Regions from separate parts of the Gossypium hirsutum genome. Here region 1 is linked to region 2. The links are chromatin contacts, called in public Hi-C maps. All regions are on one chromosome and are shown on one strand. Each heading gives the region's core, a stretch centred on a gene start, on an enhancer-like site or on the middle of the called end of the contact. The rest is flanking DNA. Distances are from core to core; before and after follow the strand shown. Region 1 has its middle 5.1 kb from the start of LOC107952781. Region 2 holds the start of LOC107901065 (peroxisomal and mitochondrial division factor 2).

Evidence for each region. A called contact is a pair of places that touch in the nucleus more often than the background predicts.
Region 1: a contact with region 2 is called in a Hi-C map of leaf, with 2.1 times the contacts expected there. The contact joins the enhancer-like site here to the promoter of LOC107901065 in region 2. A contact is called at or near these places in 4 of 34 Hi-C or Micro-C datasets (hypocotyl and leaf).

Annotation. Positions count from the first base shown.
Region 1 is chrA12:67,289,778-67,294,348 of Gossypium_hirsutum_v2.1, reverse strand. It overlaps the pseudogene LOC107955770. Among protein-coding and RNA genes, the nearest start is that of LOC107952781, 5.1 kb to the right of the region's middle. Within about 2 kb of position 2,733, at least 1 of the 9 cell types and tissues checked has an H3K27ac peak or open chromatin away from gene starts, as enhancers often do. A contact at or near this core is called in leaf, where this site is marked.
Region 2 is chrA12:66,692,337-66,697,192 of Gossypium_hirsutum_v2.1, reverse strand. LOC107901065 (peroxisomal and mitochondrial division factor 2) reads left to right here and starts at 2,545. Exons shown (of 2, transcript XM_016826913.2): 1 at 2,545-2,735; 2 at 2,893-4,018. The coding sequence starts at 2,914. The coding sequence ends at 3,792.

The DNA of each region.
Region 1 (4,571 bases), core at 1,484-3,983, 600 kb before region 2:
CCTACATATGTTTAACATGGAATTCAAAATTTTTTTGAACATGTTAAATTATTTCACAGAAATTTTTTTTTTTTCAAAAATTTTAGCTAATCTACAAATTTTTTGTATGAAAATCTCAAATAGTTAAGATTAAACTTAGAAACTGTATTGCATCGTGTGGATGTTTAACAAATTTGAATAAGAGGTATTAGTTTGAAATATCTTCAATGTGAGCCAATCTGGTAGTGATAGCTGTAATTAGGGCAATAACTCGGTTAATGCGGGTAAATCATTTTATGTTGTGGGGCCATTTAATGATGGGGCAAATGTGATGACATTTTTGCTTTGGTTTTTCATTTTTCCACTTTTTACAAGTTTTTGGTGATTATTGATTGTCAAATGGCAGAGCAAATAGTGGATCTGATTTTCAGTCTATTGATTCATGGTTATCGGGAAAAGAAGCTTACAAGTTTTATCACTTGAAAAATGTTTCTCAGGTATGATTTACATAGATGCACATCCAGTATATTAGTTCTTGTTTATGACTGCCCACAATAAGGGAAAAGAAAATTGTGTTTGTTAACGATTCTTAGCTAGTAAAATAAAAACATTATTTGCCTGCATAGAGTTTATCATATTACATGCAATGATTAATCTTGAAATTTTTGAAATTATCAGATGCATGGTTTAAAGTATGTCAATGGTTGATTGATCAAAAGCATTATATTACATTTTATAGTCTAAACATTAGCCTGGCCTTGACATGGGTCGTAATGATATGTTCAGTCGCTTACTAGTGTAATAACTTGTTTGTTATTGGGAATTACTTTAAACTTCTCTCATATGTGGTGTTTCATCGTCCTCTATCCTGCGTTTATTAACTACATCACCTATCCTCATTTCTTCTGATTTCTATATTCTTGTATTTTCAGCTACGGATGAATGATATTCCGAAACTGCTTGCTGAATACAAAAAGATTCTACCTGAGCAAAACGCATCTGGCCCGAGAGCTGGATTCGAGGAACAAGTTTTGTGAAAAAGATAAGTTTGATATAAGGCAAACAAAGTAGAAATGAATGACATTAGGGTTTCAAGTTTCATTTCTGTGGATATCACTTTGATTTTATGTTCATGTGACCGGTTTTAACTTGAACAAGATATGTTTTATTAAACCATAAAAATAATAACACATTTAAATATGAATGGTGCATGCTTTAGATTCGTTTGTGTTTAAGATTCTGAAGTAATTTATATTGCATTTATATTTACATGATTGATAGAGGAAAAGAAATTGCGATGCATACTTGTTAAGGTTTACTATTCTGCGTTAAAATCATAATAGACAAGAATTGTGTGGAACCGGAAACATTTTTCGATTTTTGTTTTTGTTTTTTACAGAAGTATTTGGTCAATGATAATTAAAAAATAAATTCTTTGTCTTCCATTTTTAAATGGTAAATTCTAGAAAATAGTTCTTTAGGAGCCTGATTTTCTAAATCAATACTAGTAAATATTATGGAGTAATATATAATCTATAACGTAATTAATAAAATGTTGAATTTAAAACTAACAAACTAACGATCATATGATAAAAAATATTGTTCAATGCTTAAATAATTCTTTTTATGTGAATGTAAAAAATAATGTTATTAGTCTATATTTTGACATGTATTCTCTGTCTGTTTTTAGACACGAATTTTTTTTTCTTAATTTTCTTCTCTTTCTAGCCGCTTTTCTTGATTATATTTTAATTTTTTCCTTTGTTTTGGTGTGATAGTTGAGTCGGCTTTTTTTTTTTTTAAGTTATGGATGAGGGGTTAGCCAATTTGAGTTTAATGGATGAGGAGGAGGAGACGTTTCATGAGGAAGTTGTGGTGGTGGATCAGAACTATCAGTTTTGTTTGGTTGGGTGATGTCTAACTAATAGTGTTGTCTATTTTCCTTCTCTATGTAATACCATGGTTGATCTTTGGCATCCTATTGGAGGGATTTGTATCTCGGATCTAGGGGACATGGTTTCTTTTTCAATTTTTTCATGATGTTGACGTCCAAAGGGTGCTTCTTGGTACACCATGGTTTTTCAATAGCCATTTGCTTATTCTACAAAAAGTCCAAAGTAGAGAAGATCCGTCAGTTATATCGTTAAATTTTATTGAATTTTGGGTCCAATTACACGATTTGCCTCTAGGTTTGATGACGGAAATGATGGCTAAGCAATTTGGTGCTATTTTGGGTCCAAAAATTTTATGCGTATTCATATTCGACTGGATGTATCTATTCTGTTGAAAAGAAAGAAAAAGATCCAGATCGTAAAGAAATGACTGTTTATGTTAACTTTCAATATGAGAAATGGAGTCTATTTTGTTTCATTTGTGATAAACTAGGGCATGGTGAGAGTTACTGTCCTTTTCGTCTTCAAATTGACCTATCTAAAATTATTTTTGGCTGGAATATATCTTTGTGTGTGGTGGCGTGCTAGTGGAATACCACTGTGAGTAGGTGGGTCTGTGAAGTTAACGGATTACTGTGTAGTAGTGTGGATATAGAAAGAATCAATCAGAGCAGTAATTTAAGATGGATGAGTGATGCTGGGCGAAACTTAAGAGGGAATTGGGAACAAAATCTTTAAATCCCAATTTAATTCCCTTGGAATCTAGTCAACAGATTCAAAATAAAGGGCATGACAGTTGGCATAATCTGGGCAGTGGCGGTTCGAATGGAAATGGGTTTGAAAATGGGCCCACAGATCTGATGTTGGTTGAGGAAAATGATTCATTAATTTCTTTGGAAGGAAAGAAATGTCAAAGGATAGTGGAGGGTTCAACAACTCTCATGGGAAACAATTTTGAGGGAGGCTTTTTTGATTTAACGGCTAGCTCTGTTGAACAGAGTAGCCAAATGCAATAAAAATCTTAAGTTGGAACGTTCGTGGTTTGGGGAGATCACGAACTATTAATAGGTTTAGGAACAAATTTAGAGCCATTAATCCCCAGATTTTGTTTCTTATGGAAACAAAATTTTGTTCTAAAACGATGGAAATGATTAGATTGAAATGCGGTTTTGAACATGGGATTGATATCGGGCCGATAGGTTCAAAAGGTGGTCTATTTTTTAGTTGGAAAGGGAATTCGTTGATTTGGCTTAAGAGTTTCTCTTATTTTCATATTAATGTTGAGGTCCATGACAATGAATGTGGTGACGTTTGGCGGCTAATGTTGTTTTATGGGAATCCGGATGAAAGGAATAGAGGCGGGTCGTGGGAATTACTTAGACAGTTGGGACATGACCAAATGATCCCATGGGTTGTGATGGGGGATTTCAATGAGACCACAAATTCTTTTGAAAAAAAGGTGGTCGTCTTAGATCAAAACGGTAGATGAATGAGTTTCAAACCACATTGGATAATTGCAAGCTCAATGATTTAAGTTATATTGGTAGGCGGTTTACGTGGGAGTGAGGAAGGTTTTTGTCAACAAATATAAGGGAAAGATTTGATCGGGGAGTTGCATCTTTGGATTGGATGAATCTTTTTCCAAGCTACTAGGTGGAGCATTTGAGCCATTGTTTCTCGAATCATTGTCCTATTCTCTTGGATACCACTGGAATGCGAATGAATGATCAGTGTAATGGAGCCAGACTTTTTCGTTTTGAGGCGAAATGGTGTTTAGAAAGTTCTTTTGAGGAGAAGGTAAAAAGGAATTGGGCTATTTTTTTAGGAAGCATCCCAGATAAGCTTGATAAAATGGGCCAGCAGCTTCAGCAATGGTGTTGATCCAGAAATGAAGAGAAAAAAAAATTCGTGTAGATTTAGAAAGATTATATTATCTTTACAATCAAGATCCAATTGATGAGATCTTAGTCGAAATCACGGATGTTCAACTAGGTCTTAATTTGGAGGCTGGTCAAGAAAAAAATTTTGGGGGATAAAAAGCCTGCGTCAATCGTTGAAAAATGGGGATCGGAATACCAGTTTTTCATAAAGTGGCTGTTCAACAACAACCGTGGTCAAATTACTGGGTTAGAAGGGGAGAATGGCAAATGGTTCTCTACAACCGATAAGATGTTATAGCTCGCTTCGGATTATTTTGGTAATTTATTTTCGGCCTCTAAAATAGGTGCTGATGAACATTTGTTTGGGTTAGTGGAGAAAAAGATTACTATGAGTATGAATGATAAATTGCTTAAACAGTTCACTGAGGAGGATATTGGCTATGCTGTCAAGTCAATGGCACCTTTGAAGGCTCCCGGCATCGACAGTTTTCCCGTAATTTTTTTCCAAAGGTTCTGGCATATTATTAGGTCTGATATTTCTAATTACTGTTTATCTATTCTGAATGGTGAATCTGAAATAGGAGAGATTAATAAAACCCGCATTCTTTTGATTCCTAAAGTTTAGAAACCAAAAAATTTCTCACAATTTCGACCTATAAGTCTTTGTAACGTAGTTTACAAAATTATTGCGAAAGTCTTAATGGATCGTATGAGTGCAATTTTGGGAAGTTGTATAAATAAAGCTCAAGGGGCTTTCATCCCAAGAAGACATATTTCGGATAATGTGTTAATTGCTTATGAGGTTTTTCACTCCTTTAAA
Region 2 (4,856 bases), core at 1,296-3,795:
ATGAAGTCAATGCTTATAAACTTATGTACATACTTGTGCTAATTCGTAATACTTACATGCACTTTCTCTTCTTTGACATACCCATTGAATTTCCCATTGAACCACTTGGAATACTAAAGGATACTTGAGAATCTCGTCCACACAGTACCGTACCACTACCTTATCCCAGATATGGTCTTACATGTAATCTCGTATTGATGCCAATAGCACAAATATGGTCTTATAAGAAGTCTCATATCGATTCCTTATCCCAAATATGGTCTTACACGTAATCTCAATAACCCTAATGTCATGACATTTGTATCCTATCTATTCCTAAGGTTCAACCGGGACTTTTCTTATATCGAATCTCTGTCGGTCATTTCCAATATCGTACTCAATAGCATTCACATTTCATTTCAATAATATAGCATTTACCACAATTATACCAATTAAGCATTTATACATATATAATTTAATGCTTATTAAAGGCATAAAAATGGCGAAAAGGACCTAACTGTCAAATACTTGTTTCTCCCCCGTTCTAATTCCAAACCTCATTTTTCTTGATCTATAATATCACATTTAACTTGTTTAATCATTATATTATTCAAATCAGCCCAAAATCATATTATGGTAAAAATTACATTTTTGCCCTTAAAGTTTCACATTTTTATATTTTAGTCCCTAGGCTCGTAAAATGAAATGTACTCAATTTCTTCAATACCCATGCCTAGCCGAACCTTATAAATGTTTATAGAAGCCCACATTCTTCTTTTATTCACATTTTAACACCTATTTTACAACTTTTTACAAATAGGTCTTTTTTAAGAATTTTCATCGAAAATCACTTGGCAAAAGTCATTTATCTAACAACTAACATGCATTTTCTACCATTAAACATCAAAATACATACATGTTCAACATGGGTCAAACCCTAGACCTTCAACCATTTCTCAAATTAGTACTAGAAATAGGTAGATCATGTTACAAGGATTTAAAAAACATAAAAATCAATAAAAACGAGGCTAGAACGGACTTACAATTGAGCTTGGAAGCTTGAAAAACCCTAGCCATGGTTTCCTTTTGTGAATTTCATCCATGGGAGGAAGATGGACAAAAAATTGCTTTTATTTTGCCTTTTTAATTCATTTAATTACCAAATTACTAAAATACCCTTAATGAAAAACTTTAGAAACATACCTAACCATGTCCATTTTTTGTCCACCAACTTAACCAATGGTCTGATTATCATTTAAGGACCTCCAATTTAGAATTTCATAACAATTTGACACCTTTAACCTATAGAACTCACATTTTGCAATTATTACAATTTAGTTCTTTTGACCAAATTGAGTGCCCAAACGTCAACATTTTTAACGAAATTTTCATGAAATCATTCCATAAAATTGTAGACCATAAAAATATAATAAAAATAAATTTTTCTATGTCAGATTCATGGTCCCCAAACCACTGTTCCGACTAGACCCAAAATCGGGCTGTTATATTTTGTGTCTGTTTGATTTGTAAACTCTGATAATACTCTATAACCCTATTTTTCAACAAATTTAGGTTAGGGTGTTACATTTATTGGTATCAGAGCTACGGTTTAGTCGGTTTTTGGACTGAATATAGCATGTGTGAAGTCTAGAAATACATATTGTTATATAACTTCTGATAATGTGGTATCTCCCGACTCTAATGAGATTTGTTTTAGTTATAGACAGAGATGTTTTCCAACCGAGCTAATTTCGATAATGCTGAAAGCGATACTCAAGTATCTGATTAGAAAGTTACTTATGATGAGTCGAGACTCATAAAGGTATGAATAAATGTTTATAATGATTATGTTGATGATAAATGTTATGTTATATGTGTGTATATATGAGAGTCAAATTTTGAGGCTTTACGATCTTCACCCCCTCATCAGTACAGTCTTATACAATAAAATTCTCAAAATTTAGATTGACTAAGCTCGCAAGTGTGAAACCGAAGAGTTTTGTTGTTGAATGGTTAATAATGCGATCAGAGTTGAGAATGGGGTAACAAGTAAAGATAGTTTTAGAAGGGATATCAGATTTTTTCTGAAGATCATTCGGATTAAACAATATCGCTATTAAAGAAGACGTTAATCTCGACTAATCGACTTATTTAGGTATGACATCTAAAGAACGGGTTAACCAGAATTTATTCTGAATTAATTTCTTTACTGAATGGGATAATGTGGGATTATTGATGATTGTACTAGTCAGTGGTATAATATTTGAATTGTAAAGATATTTTAATGCAGTTGTTATAGTTGAGTATTTAACAACGATCTCCTATGGGTATTTTGTATGTTCTTTTATTCTAAGAAATATATGTAACCTTAAATAATAAACATTAAAACCCTAAACGAATAACAATCAACTAATTTAATTGATAATCTTTAAATAATTTAATGATTAATTTATAATTTTTAAAAATTAAGTGAGTTTACTCGATAAAAAAAAAACCATTGTTACTTTTACATGGTCCCACGCTCCCCCACTCCTCGCTTTTCATCACTGCCACTGCAAAGTGCCACCAACGTGGCTCCCTTTATTCTTAACCGTTCGTTTGTCCTGGATTCCTTCAATCCACACATGTTCCTTTTATTCCTTCTCATCTGATTATGAAACATACAAAACCCTAAACGAATCATCAGGAAAACAGAGGTGCCGCTTCTTTTGCACTTTCTTTTCCTCACATTTTCATCTTACTTTGTATTAGAGGAGGTAAAACTAAAACATAAAGTTCTCTTTCATTTCTCTTTTCTCAGAAAAATATATATATAATATATTTGGTGCTCTCTATCTTTGCCACAAAAAGGGTTATCTTTAGGGTTTTCTGTCTTCCTAACTTCTAACCTTTTTTGTGTGATTTTCTTCGCAGCCAAACAGCTATTAAGAGCAAATGGCAGATTCGACGGTCATCAACGGCGAAGTGGAGAATCAGATGGCGGACAATTTCTACGACGCTGATGAAGCCAAATTCACTGAACAGGATAGCAAAATTAAAGCGCTTGAAAGTGAGAAGCTGGACCTGAGCAACGAGAACAAAGAGTTGAAGGAGAAGGTGAAAAAGGCGACCTTAGAAATTGATCAACTGCGAAACAAGGAAGAAGAAATGAGGCAAGAAATGGATAACTGGGACGAAGATAAGAAGGTCCTGAAATCAGTTGCCACGAGATCGGCTGATCTCGAAACCGAGGTTGCGAGGCTTCAACATGATCTGATCACTTCGATGAGTGATGCAGATGAAGCGAACAAGCAGTCGATGGAGTTGAAGAGAGAATTGGAAGAGAAAGGGTTGGAGATTAAGAGATTGGACAAGGAAATCACTGAACTGAAGAAAGAGAAAGTTGAGAGCGAGAAGAGAGAGAGGGAGTTGGAGAGGAAATTAGGGGTTCTAGAAGTGAGGGAATCGGAGGAGAGGAGCAAAAATGTTAGGATGGAAGAGGAGCTGAGGCAACAGCTGGATGTATTCGAGAATAAAGTTAAGGACCTGGAAGCAGAGGTGGCGAGAACGAGGGTTGAACTGGAGACGACTAAGGAAGAACAACGAGAATCCGAGGAGAGAGCGATGGGCTTCAAGTTAAAGTTGTTGGAATTGAAGGAGGAGGTAGAGAAGAAGGCTGCCGAGGGTATCAATGGGAAATCAAGAGAGATTGTTGAGACTGCTGAGAGTAAAGAGAAAGGGCTAAATGTGCCGCCGCTTGTGGCAGCAGGATCGGCTGCAGCTATCTTTGTTGCGGTTGCTGCGGTGTATCTTTGCTGTAGGAAGCGGTCGTAATTGATGATTACTGGTGCATGATCATCGGGCTTAGGATTTTATTATACGAATAATGAATCTGGGTTCAATTTTTGATAGGTACTGGGATTTTCAATTTTCTGCCCATGAATCTCACTTTCTTCTACTACTATATACTTATGTTGTTTGCTAGTTGGCAATTATAATTTTGAAAACCAGTGTGGCACTTCCATTTAGTTTTTGAAGGAATTTCTGCAGTTTGACTTGATGCCTTAAGGGCACTGTTATGTTTTCTTTGTTTTATTTTGTTATTGTGAATTTGAAGTAGTCCTAATCACCCTTCCTTGCCTTTCGGTTTTTCTGTTTTTGAACTAGCCTTCTGGTTTATTCAGTTGCAATGTTATTTGAATTTTGCATATGGAATATATTTATTAAAATGACAAAATTGTATGATGTTTTTTTATTATTTAAATTGTATAAATTATTATTGATTTATAGAGAGACAAAAATATTTTCTTGTTTTTGATAATTTTCTATGTTGGGACTCGATTGATATCAAGGATATTATTATAGTAGACATATGTTTGCTTATTTTTCTAATATGTTAGACACCAAACATAAAAGATTTGCTTAGTCATTTGATCATCCCTTTGCCAATTGTCTTAGTTATAATATTAGTCCAAATATAGCACCCCTCTTATTCGACTCAATGTCGAATTCGGATAAGTAACTTTGCATTTGATGCTCAAATATTAATTGACAGTCCATGCATTTCAACTTCTCAGTTCAAGTGTAAGTAGTTCTTAAAATCGACAATAAAGGTTTTTGTTCAAGCAAACAAAATTAAAGCTTCACTTCAAGTGAAACGGTATTGATATCTTTTGGGGAGGTATCAATATTTTAAGGGATGGATATTGATACTGAACCCTTCTCAAAAGTCCAATTAGATATTAACTTGGAAGGTTATGGTGCCTATTCTTCAAATATCGGTACATGAATTAAGAGTATTGATACCACATGATAGAGTGTTGGTACCAATGTCCTCTCAAAGGCTCAAGTAGATACTCACTTAGCAAGAATTGGTACTCTGTTTTAGGTATCGTTAC